Regions from separate parts of the Mus musculus genome. Here region 1 is linked to region 2. Evidence: chromatin contacts called from public HiChIP or PLAC-seq data. All regions are on one chromosome and are shown on one strand. Each heading gives the region's core, a stretch centred on a gene start, on an enhancer-like site or on the middle of the called end of the contact. The rest is flanking DNA. Distances are from core to core; before and after follow the strand shown. Region 1 holds the start of Smyd5 (SET and MYND domain containing 5). Region 2 overlaps Sfxn5 (sideroflexin 5).

Region 1 (4,977 bases), core at 653-3,152, 140 kb before region 2:
TTGTTTTTGAGACAGGATTTTACTCTGTACCCCAGGCTAGCCTGGAACTCACAAGAGTCCTCTTACCTCAGTCTCCTGAGTTGTTGGAATACAGGCCAGGGTCACTAGGACTAGTCACTAGCTGGGGTCTTGAGAGAGGGCTAGGACAGAACTGGGCAAAGGGACTGGTGGAAGTAAAAAATGAGGAGGAAGTGAAGAAGGGAGTTTGGGCCAAGGTAGGGGAGGAGTACGGTGACTAAAAAAGTGATGAAAGGGATTACTGATCTGAGACACCTCAGATGGCCCCCAGATGGACCAGCTCTGGGTGGTAATGGGGATGTGAGCAGCTAAGGACACAAAGGAGACCAGCAAGCTAGCTTCCTACCCATGGGCAGATAGGAGTACTTGCTCTCAATGCCTATGGAACAGAAAGATAAGAGAAACTTAAAATGGGAACCTGGACAGATATGGAGATGCTGACAGCAAATGACAACATCTTGGGTCAAGGACCAAGGATATGCATGTTGTTATTATGATTATTTAACCTGACTTTTACCCAGGGGAATGCAAATGAAGTCAAAACCATAGCATTTTGCATATATCAACTGGCAAAGGCACCTAGTGAGAAAACAGTGCCAGAGAGAACAAAAGCCTGTCTGCAGCGAAGCCAGCAGAGACCTTTGCTCTCAGGACTGAGAAGATACAACATAAAGGAGCCATACAGAAGGATTTGGTTGAGTGAAGTGCGCCCCCCACCCCAAAACTCTTATTGATCAACTCCTTGGGTTTGTAGGTTTTTAGACCAGGCTGGCCTTGAACTCAAATCCGCCTGCCTCTGCCTCCCAAATGCTGGGATTAAAGGCGTGCACCACCACGCCCGGCTATCAATCAACTCTTTAACCAAGTAGAAATGGGACCGCTGATACTAAAGATGTACTGAAAACATGTATTAAAAGAAAACGTGGGATGGAGGTGGGGTGTTTCAGCCACAAGGCCCATTAACCAGCACTTGGGTGTTGGTAGATGAGTTCAAGTCCAGCCTCAAGAACAATTTGGAGTGTTTTTTTTTTTTTTTTTTGCCTTTACTTATGTGAATTTTCTATTCTACAGGGAATAAAACACGATTAATAGAGCCGATCATACTGGCACAAGTCTTTAATCTCAGCACTGGTGAGGCAGAGCAGCCTGGTTTACATAGTGAGTTCTAGGACTGCTGGAGTTACAAAATGAGACCCCGTCTCAAAACAAAACAAAAACAAAAAGCACAACAACAGAAGCAACAAAAAAGAACCATAATACGAATCACGAAATCATGTCATTCTCTTGCTTAAAACCCTTCAGGAGAAGTGCTCGGTGTGTAGGTTCTGGTCCAAGTTCCCTAGCTCTCTTTCCAAGTCTCCACCCATACCTTAGTCAGAAGGGTCGCTGGGGAGCCCAGTCTGCTTCATACCTCCGTTCCCTCGGCTAAGTACTCCCCTCACTACCGCCAGAATAGTAGCTAACTAAGCCCCAGCCTAACCAAGATAGCCTTGGCTTTAATCTGGCCCAGGATATCCCTCAACCCCAGGTCTACCCAGAGCCTCAACTCCACCCAGGACAGCAGCAGCACGGCCACCCGCCAGTGGACCGGGCTTTCCTCCCTCCCCCCGCGCGATATCGCCACGAGCCTGGGCACGAGGACCGACTCTGCACCCCGGGCCCAAGCAGCAACCAGACTGGCGCCGAGGGGCCCGGACTCCAGAATGTGAGCGTGGGTTCCCCCGCGTGGCTCTCCGGGCCCGGTCCGACCTGGCCTCACCTTGATGCTGTCCACATAACGGACTTCCACGGAACCCCGGGCACGGTCCGCCACGCCCACGCAGAAGGAGAACACGTCGCACATGGAGGCCGCCATCTTGGGCACGCCTCTGCCTTCTGACCCTTGACCCCGTCCCGGGAGGCCCCGCCCACAGAGCCAGCGAGCGCTCCCTTCCCCACCTTACCCCGCCCTGGGACGTGGCTAGCAATTCAAGGCTTTTGGTGTCTTGGTTGCTTGATTGGGTGGAACCTGGCCTGACTTTGTGCTTGGACTTCTGGTAGACTGTGTCTGACTCGGTAGCTTATGTCGGATGGACAGCATGAATGACGGCTGATGGAGTAGCTCAGGGGAAGACCCCCTACTCCCCACCCCCCACCCTCCAGCCTATCCTAGCTGTGTTCTTAAGTGTCCATAGTTGCTCTTCCCACTGTCTGGTGTTTGAGACAGGGTCTCACTATGTATCCCAGGCTGGCCAAAAGTTTGCAGCCCTCTTCCTGCTTAAGCAGCCCCTCGTCATTACCTCCAACACCGAACAAAGTTTTTAGACCCAGAGAAGACTGTCTTATTTTTGCTTTGACCCTCCATCCTGGTTGGATGCTGGGCTCACTCGGTTTAAAATTTTTCCCTCCCTCTGGTGGCAACATTTTTATTCTATGTTTGGGAGAGATTTGCTTTGAACACATGAGTGCAGAACTTTGAGCCACAACACTGCTTAAAACCAGCATTCCGACTATGCCTATAACCTCTGCATTCAGGAGGTGAGGGCAGGGAGGACCAGAAGTTCAAGGTCAACCCTCAACTACGTAGTGAGTACATGAAACCTGTCTGAAAGAGAAATGCACGTGATACTCTAGCCGAGGATCCTGGTTTGGTTTCCAATACTGGTTTCCAACTATCTGTAACTCCAGTTCTGGGGGCTCTGATGACCCCTCTTCCAACCTCCTCAGGCACCAGGCAGGCACATAGATACATAAAGGCAAATCAATCACATGCATAAAGTTAAAAAAGAAAAAGAAGAAAAAATGATTTCCTTTTTCTATAAATAACTAGGTTGGATCAGTGCCTCAGAGTAGTTGGGGACTTTCTTGACATTGCAGAGTGTGGTTTATGGAGCAGTAATAAATGGACCTCACATATGAGGACCCCTTAAGTAGACACAAAAAATGAATGTACACGAGGCTGGGAGAGAGGACAGGTCTATTTCTGCAACTAGACCTGACTACTATACCTTTTATTGTTTTGTGTCCCAGTTGACTATTCCAGTTGACAGGGGACCTGTGTCTGCTCTGCTATCGTTTCATAGTGACTTTAGGGGGTGGGGGAGATAACTTAGTAATTGTTTAGTAAGTGATTGAGTTTTTGTCTTTTTTTTTTTAAGACAAGTTCTCTCTTGGTGGGGAGGGGGGCATTGCATTTGATACAATGTTTCTCTGTGTAGCCTTGACTGTCCTGGAACTCACTCTGAACAGGCGGCGGAACTCAAACTCAATAAAGCTCTGCCTCCCTAGTGCTGGGATCAAAGGCATATACCACCACCACCACCACCACCAATGCCCACAAAGCTCTATGTGGACCAGGCTGGCCTCAAACTCAGAGATCCACCTGCCTCTGACTCCTAAATTTGACTTTTTGTTTTTCGAGACAGGGTTTTTCTGTGTAGCCCTGGCTGTCCTGGAACTCACTCTGCAGACCAGGCTGGCCTTGAACTCAGAAATCTGCCTGCCTCTGCCTCCCAAGTGCTGGGATTATAGGCGTGCGCCACCACTGCCCAGCAGTGACTTTTTTTTTTAAGTGAGCCAATTGTGGCTGTGTTTGCCACATAGCACGAGGACCTGGGTTTGATCCCCAGCGCCCACATAACAGGATATCAATCCTAGGGTCGAGGTGGTAGAGGCAGGGTGACACCATGGGCTCCCCAGCCAACTAGCCTAGTCAAGTGGGCTAGCTCTATGTTCAACAGAAGAGCCTGACTCAAAAGGAAAAGAAAAGAAGGTAATTAAGACCCTCTGGCCTCTGATGAACATGAATGGGTGTGCACACACACAATGGACCAGTTGTTCCTGAAGGAGATAGACAACTATGGCTGAATTCCTCTGGTGAATAGGACTTCTGAGCCCAGCCTTCAGAAGGATTTCCCAGAGATATGAAAAAAAAGTTTCAGGGTTCCCCCTCTTTTTGTTATTGTCTTCATACATTTTATTTATTTTTTACCTGTGTGAATGTTTGGCTGTATGTGCCTGGTGTCTGCATAAGTCAGAAAAGGGCTTTGGGTCCCCTGAACTGGATAAGCCACCACATAGATACTAGGAATCAAACCAAGGTCCTCTGCAAGATCAAGTGCTCTTAAATGCTCAGCAATCTCTCCAGTTTTTATACGTGTTTTTTCTTACAGCTATTCTGTGAGTGTGTCTGTGTGTGGGTGTGTGCACGGGGGGAGACGATTTTCTCGCTCCATCATGGAGGTTCCAGGGATCAAATTCAGATCTTCCGTTTGGCAGCAAGGATCTGTACCTGTTAGGCCTTCTCCCAGCCCTTGTTTTTGAGACAGCATCTGGCTATTTACTCTGGGCTTACCTCAGACTCACTATGATAGCTCTGGCTGACTCCATCCTTCTGCCTTAGCCTACCTGGTGCTAAGACTACAGGTGTGTACTGTACTGTCCAGCTCCAAAGGATGGCTTCTCGAGGCAAGGCTCTGGATTCCCTCAAACCTACCATTTAATGTCTACAAGTTCATGACAGGCCTTCTCTGTGTAACCCTGGCTGGCCTGAAACTCACTCTATTGACCAGGCTGGCCTCTGCCTCCAGAGCGCTGGAATTAAAGGTATGTGTACACCTGGCTAAAGCCCACTGTCTTGTATGTTGGGTTCTTTACAGGCTCACCTCCCACTACCCACCTTCCTTCCTCTTTCCCCAGAAAGCTGGGCCCTGAGAACAACCTCACTGAGAAAGCTCAACCCTTCCTTTACCCCATCACCTCACCTCAACCCAGGAACTGTGGGTGGGCAGTCTTCAGTACAGAAACCAGCTCTTAAATGTCAGAAGCTGGTTTCACAAGAATAAGCTCTCGGCAGGCTTCCTGGCAAGAAACCAACCAGTGCCCAAGGGTCATTCAAGGAGGAAGAAATGTATTGTCAATACTGGGTGAAAAATGACAAAATTTGGTCAACATACATTCATGGGGGAAAAGGTAGGGGCT
Region 2 (5,442 bases), core at 2,245-4,744:
AGAGCAAGGGAAGCCAAAACTTGCCCAGACTCAGGGCAGCTAGAGAACTAACTTACTTTCTTTCTTTCTTCCTTCCTTCCTTCCTTCCTTCCTTCCTTCCTTCCTTTCTTTCTTTCTTTCTTTCTTTCTTTCTTTCTTTCTTTCTTTCTTTCTTTCTTCCTTCCTTCCTTCTTCCTTTCTTCCTTTCTTCCTTCCTTTCTTTCTTTCTTTCTTTCTTTCTTTCTTTCTTTCTTTCTTTCTTTCTTTCTTTCTTCCCTTCCCTTCCCTTCCCTTCCCTTCCCTTCCTTCCCTTCCTTCCCTTCCTTCCCTTCCTTCCCTTCCTTCCCTTCCTTCCCTTCCTTCCCTTCCTTCCCTTCCTTCCCTTCCTTCCCTTCCTTCCCTTCCTTCCTTTCTTCCCTTCCTTCTTTTCTCTCTCTCTCTCTCTCTCTCTCTCTCTCTCTCTCTCTCTCTCTCTCTCTCCTCTCTCTCTCTTCCTTCCTCCTTTCTCTCTCCCCCCTCTTTCTTTCCTCCTCCTCCTTCTTTGGTGTTTTAAGACAGGGTCTTTCTGTGTAGTCATGGCTGTCCTAGAATGTGTTATGTAGCCCAGGCCAGCCCTGGACTCATAAACCTCACCCTTCTTCTGTGACTTGAGGGTTGAGATTAAGGGTGTGTGCCACAGACCTAGCCTAGAAGGTTTTGTAACTTGAGGTTGGTGGATGAGAAGCCTGATAATGAGAAGGGGTGGGGTGGGGGTGATAGGCGAGGGAGAGAAAGGAGTGGGCAAGTTGTCAGTGGGACTGGGGCAGACAAAGATGCTGAAGACATGGTGCTGAAAGTCCAGAGAGGAAGCACCTCAGGGCAAATGTGCTAGAGTCTAGCATGCTAAAGTGACCTCAGTACCTTGGCCCCGTGCCCATGCAGGGCCCCAAGGGAGTGATGAGACAGGAAGCCCAGGCAACCAAGCAGGTCTTGTCTGTCTTGAAGTATTTGCCCTGCAGCCCTGGGCAGAGAGTCAGGCTGTAGTCTCACTCCCTAGTGGTGATATTTCTGTTCAGCCTTGGGTCTGCAGGATGGACCTTGAACCTCCAGCCCTCTGTAGCCTGAAGGAGTCCACACACCTTCCAGTGCCTTTGTACCCGTCAAAGGAAGTCCACTTTCTGACTCTAGCCTGCTACCTGCCCCACCACCACTGAGCTGGGCCTCTTGGGACCTCCCAGAGTTTGAGGATAGAGGCCACATTATTCTCTTCGCTCCCTCAGAGATCTGAGAGTTGCTGTCCTGCTTTTCAGCTTTGATTGCTGTCCCCAAAGCCCCTACAGGCCTCCTGGGAGTGGGGGAAGGGCTTGGAGCTTGGCATTTAGCTGTTTCCTGTGCTGCTGAGTTCTGGCTGGCAGTGGCAGAGCCTGGTGGGTCCATCTGGTGGCTAGGTGGCATAGTACTCTAGGTGTGAGCCTGTCACTCTGGTCCCCTGGAGCAGCGTCTCCCCCTCTGCCGAGCCTGAGGAATTGGACTATGTGTGGTGGCTGTCACAGTGCCGCCCTTCCTTGGGCCGCAGTCATCAATGTCACATATGCTTGGCCTTCACAGACAGTGGATAGAGAGGACAGAGATGGCATATTGGCTTTACCACAGCTGTGTGAAATTCAGGAGCTCCCCAGGTCCTAACTCAGGGCTGGCCCTGCTCACGCATCATGTCTGGGGCATCTGAAGAGGCCCACAGACTCTTGGACCTTGAGTGCACAGTAGTTTTGGTCTCTGCACCGGTGCTCTGTCCACTCTATGGTCCTTTGGCAGGTGTGCGGACCAAAACCCAGAAGCTGGTGCTGATCACTGCAGCCGTCGCTGATATCACAAGCCACCTGGATATCCTGTGTGTGCCCTTAGTTATCTAAGCCATCCGAGGTCGTGTGTCCTGTGGCCTTGCTTGCTCTTCTGTTCATGGATAGATGATAGCTTCTCCACAGAGGGTTGCCTTCTTAAATGGCTGCCACACCAATGAATGGCGTGTGGCCTGCAGGAGCTCTACAGTCTAGCATCTCTCTCATCTTGGACGGTCAGTCTCCACCCTCAGCAGCTATAGTCTGCTTCGATAGCCTTGGAAAACACCTTCCAGAATCTTCCAAGTTTCTGCTTTCCCAGATATGTGACTTTTTGTCTACCTTCGGGGTCTCATCATCTCCTCTCCCTTCTGGAAGGAATGCTTTTGTTTGGAGAAAGCTGCTGGACCTCAAGTCTCATGTGTTCCAGGCTGGCTTCCAAATCACTATGAAGCTGAGGATGACTTTGAACTCTTGACCCTCCTGCCTCCACCTCCAGAGTGCTGGGATTATAGGCCTGGCTTCTGTGATGCTGACGTGCAACCCAGGATTTCAGACCTGCTAAAACAGCGATCTACCAACTGAACTACCTAATTGCTTTGCATTGAGGTATCGTTAGTACTTAATACAAAGTAGGTGCTTAATAAACATTTGTTCACTAAGTGAATTCTTTTATAATAGGCTTGAAAGCAAATATCCCTATCTTCATACTACAAAAGAGATATTGGAGGCTCAGAAAGACTAAGTGAAGAATCTCCCTTCTCCTAGTGAACTAATGGGGGATTTGAAATCAAACCTGGGCTCCTCTGCGGGGCCTGACCTCTACCTAGAGAGAAGTTTCTTGCATAATGAAGCCACAGCTGCTGACACAGTACCACAGAAGCAGGCAGGACATCCCTCTTCTTTCCTGTGTCTGTAGAATTGGGGGCTCCCTGCACCCCACATAGGCTTGTATAGGTACATGGTACCTGGAGTTACCATGGCAACACAATTAATGGTGCGCTATAACGCAATAGGCTCAACTGATCAATTAGGAAGTTTTTTGTTTGTTGAATGGAGGCGTCCTTCCCGTACAGAAGGGTCCCCTTCAGGCTCTGTTTAATTACCTTCTGGAGGTTGTTTTAAATAGGCTCTGTCTTTGCTGCCTTAGGAGGTTTAAAGAAGCAGCTTGCTAGGAGACAGAGGGGAAGTGAGTGAGCCAGACTGGGGGTGGGGCTGTTGTTCTCCCTCGGGGTGCTGGGGTGTGTCCTGCCTCCTAGCCCCACGTGGGACCCCAGCCTGCCCCTCCCTTAGTCTCCGTGGAGGCAGGTTCAGCTGAGACAATGGCCACCTCTTAAATCAGTGAAATCTGTGTGTTCTAGCAGTTACCCAGATGGCTTCCCCACACTGCCCTTTGTCCCCATTCTCCAAGTGAGCCAAACAGAGTCTCAGCTCTCAGATCCATTACTAAAGCCAGTCATTCCCACCGGGTCAGGGCTGCACAGCTCCGTGTTCAGCCAGAAGTGCCCTGGATGTTGGGCTGAGGACAAAGAAGGTCAGCTCTCAACCTGGGGCTGCAGCTCAGAGTGGAGGTGCCTCTGTGTGCTTCTGTGAGGATGCCAGGGATCCTGGCCTGCACTCTCCATATGGTGGCTAGCCACTGTGGCTCAGCTGGCCTTCCATGCATGGTTGTAGGTCCCAGGGTGACTCTCGGTGACCTGCTTGCACAAGTGGCTTGTGGAACTTGAACTTTTTCACTGTGGGCAGTACTTGCTGCCTTTTCTGAACCCAACAGTTAACTCGTTGGTCCAGCAGGTCACGGGGCAACGCTCAGCCAGACACTGGAACCTCAGTGCCTCGAACCTCTTCCTTTCTGAGTTGGGCCTGGTCTGGTAGACTTGGCAGGAAGGGAGCATGGGCTCCACCTCCTTATTGTTATTTGAGACAGGATTTCTTGTAGCCCAGGATAGCCTCAAATTCACTGTGTAGCTGGGAGTGGCTTGAACATATGATCTTTTCTCCTCTAGCTCCTGAGTTTAGGATGATGTAAGCATGTGCCGCCATGCTCTACTCTGGTTAATTTTTTTGAGGCAGTTTCTCTCCCTGCAGCCCAGGCCGGGCTGGCACTTGCTGTACGGCGTAGGTTGTCCTGGGATTCATGCTTCTCCTGTCTCAGCCTCCGAAGGCTGGGGCTACAGGTGTGCTTTAACATAAAGGGAAAAAAAAGTAAGAGTCAAAGGTGCGTGGGAATTTAACCAGGACAAGGAAAGATGGTGGCTGCCCCAGGGCCAAAGGGCCAGCCCCTGTGTAACGGTCACATGGCTTCCAGTAGAGATAAAGTACCCGATGAGAAGGGGAGAAATGTGTGTTTGGCTGGCTCTGCTCTCCCTTGGTGGTGTCCTGTTAGCATCAGCAAGGCTGTGGTGCAGCCCCCGCCTGATCCTGACACAGGAAGAAACAGAAGGTACAAGGGTAGGGAATGGCTGTGCAGGTCACTTGTCGCCTGCCACAGGAGCTCAGTCACACAGACCCTTGCGCTCAGCCACCACCAGTTGCTGCCCTCTAGCTATGGGGATCTTGCTGGGACATTTCATCCTCCACACACCAAGGGGCTAATGGAGGACCTGGATGCTGTGCATTCATCCTGTTACAAACCAAAACACAAAAACAAAAACTCTTTTTTTTTTTTCTTTTTGAGACAGGTTCTCATTATTCACTATGATGCCCTAGCTGTCCTAGAACTCATTATGAACAGGCTGGCCACAAACACACAGAGATCCACCTGCCTCTACCTCCTGAGTGCTGGGATTAAAGGTGTGTGCCACTAAGCCCAGCTCATCAAACGTTTTAAGTACGCAGTGTGGTTGCCTTTATTATATTAATCAACCAGTAGATTAAACTATAGTGGTGGTTCTCCACCTGTGGATGGATACCCCTTTGGGGATCAGATGACCCTTTTACAGGGGGCACATGTCAGATATTTCCATTATAATTCAAAACAGTAATTCAAAATTATATTATTGAAGTAGCAATGAAATGATTTTATGGTTGGGGCTCACCACAACACGAGAAACTGTATTTAAGGGTTGTAGCTTAAGGAAGGTTGAGAACCACTGATCTACAGTGTGTGTCCAGGGTCTTGAGCATGCTGCGAAAGTGTTGTTGCTCTTTACAGCCAGCCCTGCCTTACACGTGCGTGTGTGTGCACACACACACACAATTATTTTTGAAATGGCAATATGTGAACAAGAAACAGTATTCTAGAAGCATAAAAATAGCAAAGTTTTTGGGAGAAGGCTCATTCAGTGAAGTGCTTGCCACGCAATCTGAGTTCGATCCCTGGCAGCCGTGTGCAAGCCGGGCATAGAGGGTGGCATGCATCTCGGTTCCCTGCGTTGGGGATGGAGAGATAAGAGCGTCCTTCCATCCCACTGGACAGCCAGTCTAGCTGAGTATGACTCAGGTAAGTCACTAAGGTATGAAGTGTTTGCACACACTGAGATTGACCCCTGGCCTCCTGTGAGCAGAAGCGTTGTTTGGGGACATAGCTCAGTTGGAATGTAACTTCTATGCAGGAAGCACTGCATAAAAAAAAATGTGATTGGCATTCAGGAGGGGGAGCCGAGAGGGTCAGGATTACAAGGCCGTCCTCGGCTCTGTGGAGAGT

Evidence for each region. HiChIP or PLAC-seq counts read pairs in DNA pulled down with a chosen protein or histone mark.
Region 1: a contact with region 2 is called in an H3K27ac HiChIP or PLAC-seq map of embryonic stem cells, with 10 read pairs. The contact joins the promoter of Smyd5 here to the enhancer-like site in region 2. A contact is called at or near these places in 1 of 39 promoter capture datasets (macrophages), 1 of 15 datasets of contacts at CTCF or cohesin (large pre-B cells), 1 of 484 Hi-C or Micro-C datasets (B cells), 2 of 115 datasets of contacts at active chromatin or transcription factors (bone marrow-derived macrophages and embryonic stem cells) and 4 of 9 other capture datasets (adipose tissue, embryonic stem cells, liver and 1 more).

The regions. Positions count from the first base shown.
Region 1 is chr6:85,428,901-85,433,877 of GRCm38.p6, reverse strand. Smyd5 (SET and MYND domain containing 5) reads right to left here and starts at 1,902. Exons shown (of 13, transcript NM_144918.2): 1 at 1,778-1,902. The coding sequence starts at 1,873.
Region 2 is chr6:85,291,498-85,296,939 of GRCm38.p6, reverse strand. The region is part of intron 3 of Sfxn5 (sideroflexin 5); the gene reads left to right. Among named protein-coding and RNA genes, the nearest start is that of Sfxn5, 39 kb to the left of the region's middle. Within about 2 kb of position 3,494, at least 58 of the 459 cell types and tissues checked have an H3K27ac peak or open chromatin away from gene starts, as enhancers often do. A contact at or near this core is called in B cells, adipose tissue, bone marrow-derived macrophages and 2 more, where this site is marked.